Linked DNA regions of Mus musculus: region 1 is linked to region 2. The links are chromatin contacts, called in public Hi-C maps. All regions are on one chromosome and are shown on one strand. The core of a region is the stretch at or near the end of the contact, and the rest is flanking DNA. Distances in the headings are between cores, read along the strand shown.

Region 1 (3,595 bases), core at 412-2,911, 1.3 Mb after region 2:
AAGAAAGAAAGAAAGAAAGAAAGAGAGAGAGAGAAATCTTGTATTAGCAGCCTTTAGATGAAGATGTAGAACTCTCAGCTCCTCCTGCATCATGCCTGCCTGGATGCTACCATGTTCCCACCTTGATGATAATGAACTGAACCTCTGAACCTGTAAGCCACCACACCATAAGCTATACAAATTTTACTGGTAGTAAGTCATTTGATAAGTGTGTTCCACCCTATAAAGCTAACCCATTTACCAATGCCACTTGCAGTATTATAGTGGTCCTAGGTGTCCGCAATTCCTCTAGGCTCTGCCCAACAGTTACCTAGCAACAATCTACATCTCCACCCTGGGTTCAGCCAGGAGCCAGCAGTATAAGGACTACTTGGCTTCTCTCTCTCTCTCTCTCTCTCTCTCCTCCATCCCTCTATCTTACCTCTCTGTGTCTCCACCCCCCTCCCCTACATGTTCCAGGCTGGCCTCTCCTTCTCTTCCCCTCTCCTTTCCCTTTCTGTCCCACCTGCCTTCCTCTGCCTCTAACCCCATCCCAGGCACCCTGCTGCTCCGTTCCCTGGCTCCCTTCCCCCAATAAACTTCTTTTGTTCTAGGCCTGTCATGTGACTTGATCCCAAGACTCCTTGGCAGGGACCACTGAGGTGCTCCCTCCAGCCGCACTATACTACATCATCTTATAAAACACAACAATAGTCATGATGGTGACAGAGCTAAGTGAGCCTCGAGAGACAACTGGTCCACTGAGAGTAAATGAAGTCGAGGTCCTGAAGTTTAAATTGCCTGGCAGCAATGTTCCCAGGAGCACTCCTGGGGCAGGGGGATACCCCATTCTCCTTTTCAAGCTCTGTAGTCTTGTCAGAAGAGTTTCTGTTTTATATATATATTTGAGGGGGGGCCATTCTGGGCCAAAGGATTAAAAGGAGAAAAAGAACACATTTATATAAAGTACTGAGGTAAGTTTATTCCCATATCCTTATCTGGGAAAGCAACAGGCAGAGATCATGTGACAGCAAACCCAAAACTTCTCCCCTCATATGGGGGGGGGGGGACGGGGACATGGGGAACGGGGGGGGGGGGGGCGGGGGAGGGACGGACACTGGCTGCTTTGATTAAATCTTAATGCAAAGGCTGCAGATTAAGTTGTCATTCTGTAGAAGTCTTAGTAGCTACAGGCAGGCATCTTAGCTGCCAGACCCTTGTGCTAATCATCGAAAGTCACAGCTGTCTTGTTTTTTTTTAATGGGTGTCCTTTATCAAGATAACATAAATTTACTGACAAAAGGAAATTCGTGGACAGCCTGGAGGGGAAGCAGGAGGTAGGTAAGAGTGAATGGCCCTGCTAAAAACAGCGCCCCACACCCAGGAGAAAGTGTCCCTGCCCTGGAAGTCAATTCACCTTCCCCGCTCCCCACTCAACTACAGTCTGTTAGGAAACCCCAGGCACAAGAGTACGCAAGACGGCAAGAACGAACGCCAAAGGAGGCTCGGAAGTGTGTGAGCCTCTGAAAGTTAGAAGCCAGGAGGAAAGGCTTGGCTAAAAATAGAACTTATCAGATGGATTAAAGTCCCTCCCGAGAATGTTATCTCTCCCCACAGGAGGGTGGGGGGAAAGTCTGTCAAGGGGAACACAGGCCACAGGATGAATAAGCAGAAAAATAGGAGGAAATGACCAAGCCAATGCACGGGGCGTGCGTGCTGTACGAGAGCTGGCAGAGACAGCGCAGCTCCGCAGCTCCGGAGCCCAGAATCGGAGAATTTGCTGAGGCAGGGCACTCCCCAAAGCAAGACACTGCCAAGTACGGGGCGGGGGAGCAGTTTGTCCTTCCTCCCCACCTTTTCAGAATTGAGGCATTCCCGTTTGATTGGATATTACCTTTTCAAGCCATTTATTTAAAAAAAAAAAAAAAAGTCTACAGAAAAGGTTTCTTGGGAAAGTCCGCCTTCCAGCATTTTATGGCACACACCCAATGAAATTTCCCAAATCGATAGTTGGTGAATCCTTAGATCCTTTCCCAAGTTCCCACTGCTTTCTGGGCCACCCCCAGCTTGGGTCAGGTCAAGAGGAACAAGAGAAGCTTCCTAGAGCTGCCGGCAGCTACTCCAGACCAGTGAGAGACCAACACAGTATGTCCAGTCCCCTCCTCTCTTCAGTCCTCTTCCTCAGAAGTCCTCAATAGACAAAAGGCTCTTCTACACCTTAATCCCAAGTTACCTTTTGACATCTACACACACACATACACACACATCACTCACATACACACATACACACACATACACACATACACACACACACACACATATACACACACACACATATACACACATACACACACATCACTCACACACACACACACACACATGTACACACATACACACACACACACACACACACACACATCACTCACAAACATGAGACATCCCGAATTGTGTAGTGTTTTAATCAGCTGAGTATTTATCCACTCCTAGAGCAATCTTTCTCAAGTTGGTAAAACATTATCAATAAGCTACAACAGTATTCCCTAAAACCAGAGATGTCTTTTTAAAAAGAATCACAAAATGACCTCTATAAATGTTCCCAAGAGTCAATTGGAGTGGCATACACCTTTAATTCCAGCACTCGGAAGAATCGAGTGGATCTTTGTGAGGCCAGCCTGGTCTACAGAGTGAGCTCCAGGACAGCCAAGGCTATACAGAGAAACCCTGACTTGGAAAAGCATACCCTGTCCCCCAAAATAATAAGAAAGGGAAAATAAAGGCACTCAGAAATGTAAGAGTTAACTCCCAGGAGTTAGGAGAAAGGCTTCCAGGAGAAAGGTTACTTGTCTTAAGTGGGGAAATCACCAAAGATCAAAGTTTTTTTTTAGTCTTATTTCAACACAGTTGTTCACACTGTTAAGTAGGCTGAAGGCTGTGTGTCACGGGGTAGGAATCTAAGTGTGTCAAGAAGAAAAGGCAGTGAGTGTTCCCTTTCATCCCTAGAAAGTGTATGTGACCCAGGAACACAGGGAGGTATCAGGCACACTGGCTAAAGGCTCCAAACTGCATTCCAGTGTTGTCTGCTCCAAACAACCGGTGCTGTTCAACTCTACCTTAAGGCGGGGAATATACCTCCAAACATCTCACGCCCTCGAGGCCAATGTTGCATAGAAACCCAAAGTCCCTCCTCAGTCTTATGAGGCAGGCAAAGAAAATCCTATTTAAGCAGCAAGAAAGCATTCAAGGACAAAGCTGCGGCTTCTGCACGCATAGCTGTTACTGAGTAAGGAGCACTCCTTTAGGAGGCTGGCCCTGGAACACTTGTGAATAACCCAACAGGGGGAGAGAAAATTTAAATATGCAGCAGCTTAAGCTTGCCTCTCCCGACTCTATTCGTGATCTTTATTTGCCATCCACTCTGCAGGAAGGAACAGAGACCACAAGGACCTGGAGGTCTGGAGTCCAGTCCTGTTATGCTACTCCATCACCGTAACCTTGGCAGAGCCACCTAACTGTTCTGAGTAGTTTCCTCATCCTGGAAAGAGGAAGAGCTGCCTCACTGTGGTTACAAAGAACAACAGTGTGTGCACGTAGCGCAGGCCCCAGGCACACAGGTATC
Region 2 (3,330 bases), core at 19-2,518:
TGCTCCTCCCATCATCCTGCTCTTACACAGTGCTCCTCCCATCATCCTGCTCTTACACAGTGCTCCTCCCATCATCCTGCTCTTACACAGTGCTCCTCCCATCATCCGGCTCTTACACAGTGCTCCTCCCATCATCCGGCTCTTACAGGCTCTTCACCTCCTCTTCTGTGATGTTCTCCAAGTGTTGGTGGTGGCAGTGGGTGTTGAGAAAGAGGTCTCATTTATGGATGAGTAGCCTTTAATGTACTTTCTCTGGCAATTATCATGGAATCCCCCAAATGAATATTATTGCATGAATTTTACAGGTGAAGGAACTGATTTCAAAGGCAGGAAACAACTCCTGTAGTAACTGCTGGAACCAAAGTCAGTTCTGAGTGGCTCTACCACTGTTCCCTAATGTCTACCCTGGCTCACGGTTAATGTGTCTCTCTTTTAATATACCATCTTCTGTTATCCTTACATAATCTTTATTTATTTTCAACTTTCAATTTCTGGGAAGAAAAACCTATCAGTCAAGTCAGCCAGCTGGTCTTCCGTGATGTCATGTGGACCAGTGAGACCCTGTTTGTGTACTGAGTCCATCACCTTCCAGCTCCAGGTTTGGGTACTGAGTCCATCACCTTCCAGCTCCAGGTTTGGGTACTGAGTCCATCACCTTCCAGCTCCAGGTTTGGGTACTGAGTCCATCACCTTCCAGCTCCAGGTTTGGGTACTGAGTTCATCACTTTCCAGCTCCAGGTTTGGGTACTGAGTCCATCGCCTTTCAGCTTCAGGGCACGGACAAGACACTTGCTCTTCTCATCTGCATACCGAGAGTGACAAGAGTCCCCACCTCCTGTGATCATTACAGGTCCTAAGTGTTTTATTTTACACAACAGATCCTAGCTGTAGTGAGGGTGCTTATTACTTCAGCTAGAATTATCCGGATGAATTCGCTGGGCCTTTAACTGTGGAATACGGAGAAAGTAGCAATTAGGTTTTAACGACTTAAAATACCAATAGAAGTTGGCCATTTTTTTTTTCTCCATAAAGTTGTTGTTCACGGTTCCGGGGTTCATCTGCATGGCCCTGCTTGTTGGCAGCTTATTTGATCTAGTCTGGCCCAGAATTCACATCTGGGGTCTCTAACAGGAGACAGAATCCTTTTGAGGTGAAGACACACAGATACACAAGGTTCACATCCAGATGCCAGACACCACAGGGCAACTGACCATCCAGGACGTGGCTAACGCTGCCTGCTGACCACTTCCTCTGTCAGTCAACGGAGTCATTCAGCCTGTTACGGCAATGGTCGTGAATGGTCACATTTAACTTCCTTCAAGTCTGCCTTCCGTACGTTAGGAGGGAACTCTTTAGTGATCTTTCTTGCAGAGCTCCTCTCAAAAGACGGGGCAGAAAGAGATCAGTGCGAAGGGAGAGGAGCTGAGGAGCTGAGGAGTCCAGGAACCGAGGAGCCAGGCTCCCACCTCAGCCTTTGTGCGCTGGGGTTGGGGGAGGTGCGTTCTCCACACAGTGCAGGGCAGCACCAGGCAGGAGGAACCTGACTTCTATAGTTATCCAGAACACTAGAGAAACACACTCATGTACCTAGTACCAACCATAGGAAGGAACAAATTAATGTACAGATAAGAGTGCTGTGTATAACAGAATACGTCCTTCATTCTTTCTTAGGAGCTGTTTTTCTTACAAAATCATTTGAATCCAATATATCAGAGTTTAGACATGCTTTGCATTCTGCCATCTTTTTAAATATCGATATTTACCTTTCTGTGCCCATTCATGTCTACCAGTTGCTTCATACACAGCAGGATCTTACTAAATATTTCAATGAATGAATGAATGATCAGTTTTTGTCATATTATAGTTTGATCCCTATTTCAAAATAGTTGCATTTTCTAGATTTACCCTATTTTTCTGCCTGTTGTCATCCACACCGGCCTGCTTTCCTTTATTCACACCACAAAGATGTCAGTGGGCCCTCTGAAAGCAAGCATCAGCTGTGTGTGGGTCTAAGTGTGAATGCACCTGTGTGCACCACTTTCTTGGTCTTTCTGAGAGAGAGAGGACATGTCCCGTGACTCACAGGAAGTGCCCTTGGTAGTACACGGAGGTGCTGGAACACTGGACAAAGCCAGGAGATCAATACATCAAGAGCTGACTGAACGCCAGGGAAACTGATTTCCATTCAACCGTTTGCATCCGCACTCTTAAGGCCACACACAGCAACAGTGCCCCCACTGGGGTGTAGAGAGCCAAGATTTCCCTAAGAGAAAGTACAACCTGGTTTTTGTTACAAACAGGAACAGCGAGACTTCTCATGTTTCTGTCTCGATGGATGAAACTTGGCATCGGCAAAAGAGGAGGCAGGAGATCACCCGGCAAAGAAAACCGGTGAGGGTGGGCTGCAGTTGAGAAGACATTTGCAGAGAAAGGTCCTTGTTGTCTCTGATGTCCACCCTGTTGTGTTGACTGCCTGAGCTGTACAGACACTCGTTCAAGGAAGGTTTCCCAGGGCCCTCGGTTTACTAATTGCATCTCAGAAATCTCAGCTAACCCTGCACTCGTGGTTCTGCTAGGAAATCTGACATGCATGACTTAAAACTTTTTGACTAACAACATCTATGACCCTGAACACGCTCCTAAGCTTTCATGGTTGTTTTTAGAGGGGGAGGGTGATAATTAATCATCTAGTATTGATTATATTTAAAATAGCATACTTAACTATTTACCCTTCAGATTCAACTTGTTTCCAAATAGCTTGCGCCCTGACTTAATTTTAATCCACACACCAGTTTATATACAACAACTCAAGTCACACTTAACAGCAAGTGGTGGATGACCTGTGCACTAAAATTATGATTTCTATTTTAGTTGCCATCATCTACACTCTCCTGTAGGTGACAGATAACGCGTCTATATGTTTCTATGCTCGCCCAAGGGTCTCTTAACTCTTCCACAAAAATTCCACTATGAGGGTACTGTCTGACGACTTGAGTTCCACAGGGCTCTGCCGAGCTTGCGGAAGTGACAGGAACATCCGAGGACATTTGTCTTAAATATGACATGTGAAGTATTGACAGCCCCCTAGGAAAGCCCGGGAAAACATGGACGCACCACTCCACGGGTGCCAGACGGAGATCCACCCAGGTCGGGAGGGGCGCGCTCTAGTAGAGACTGTGGGCCTCTGTACCTGATCTCTCCCTTTGGAACAGGAGCGTGTCTCTGGGCTTTATCCGTCTGCTTTTGTCTTTTCTAACATCCTACCCCATTTCTTTTTCTTATAATCCACTAGGGGAAAACTGTTCACATTTCAGGTTATGAATTTTTTAA

The links. Hi-C and Micro-C count contacts between places; a contact is called where the count stands out from the background.
Region 1: a contact with region 2 is called in a Hi-C map of bone marrow-derived macrophages, with 8 read pairs. The contact joins two enhancer-like sites. A contact is called at or near these places in 5 of 484 Hi-C or Micro-C datasets (the HL-1 cell line, adipose-derived mesenchymal stem cells, bone marrow-derived macrophages and 1 more), 3 of 115 datasets of contacts at active chromatin or transcription factors (embryonic stem cells and extraembryonic endoderm stem cells) and 1 of 9 other capture datasets (embryonic stem cells).

The regions. Positions count from the first base shown.
Region 1 is chr12:54,161,335-54,164,929 of GRCm38.p6, forward strand. No RefSeq gene overlaps it. Among named protein-coding and RNA genes, the nearest start is that of Gm40424, 14 kb to the right of the region's middle. Within about 2 kb of position 1,662, at least 182 of the 459 cell types and tissues checked have an H3K27ac peak or open chromatin away from gene starts, as enhancers often do. A contact at or near this core is called in bone marrow-derived macrophages, where this site is marked.
Region 2 is chr12:52,907,388-52,910,717 of GRCm38.p6, forward strand. All of the region lies in intron 4 of Akap6 (A kinase (PRKA) anchor protein 6), which reads left to right. Among named protein-coding and RNA genes, the nearest start is that of Gm51971, 110 kb to the left of the region's middle. Within about 2 kb of position 1,269, at least 20 of the 459 cell types and tissues checked have an H3K27ac peak or open chromatin away from gene starts, as enhancers often do. A contact at or near this core is called in bone marrow-derived macrophages, where this site is marked.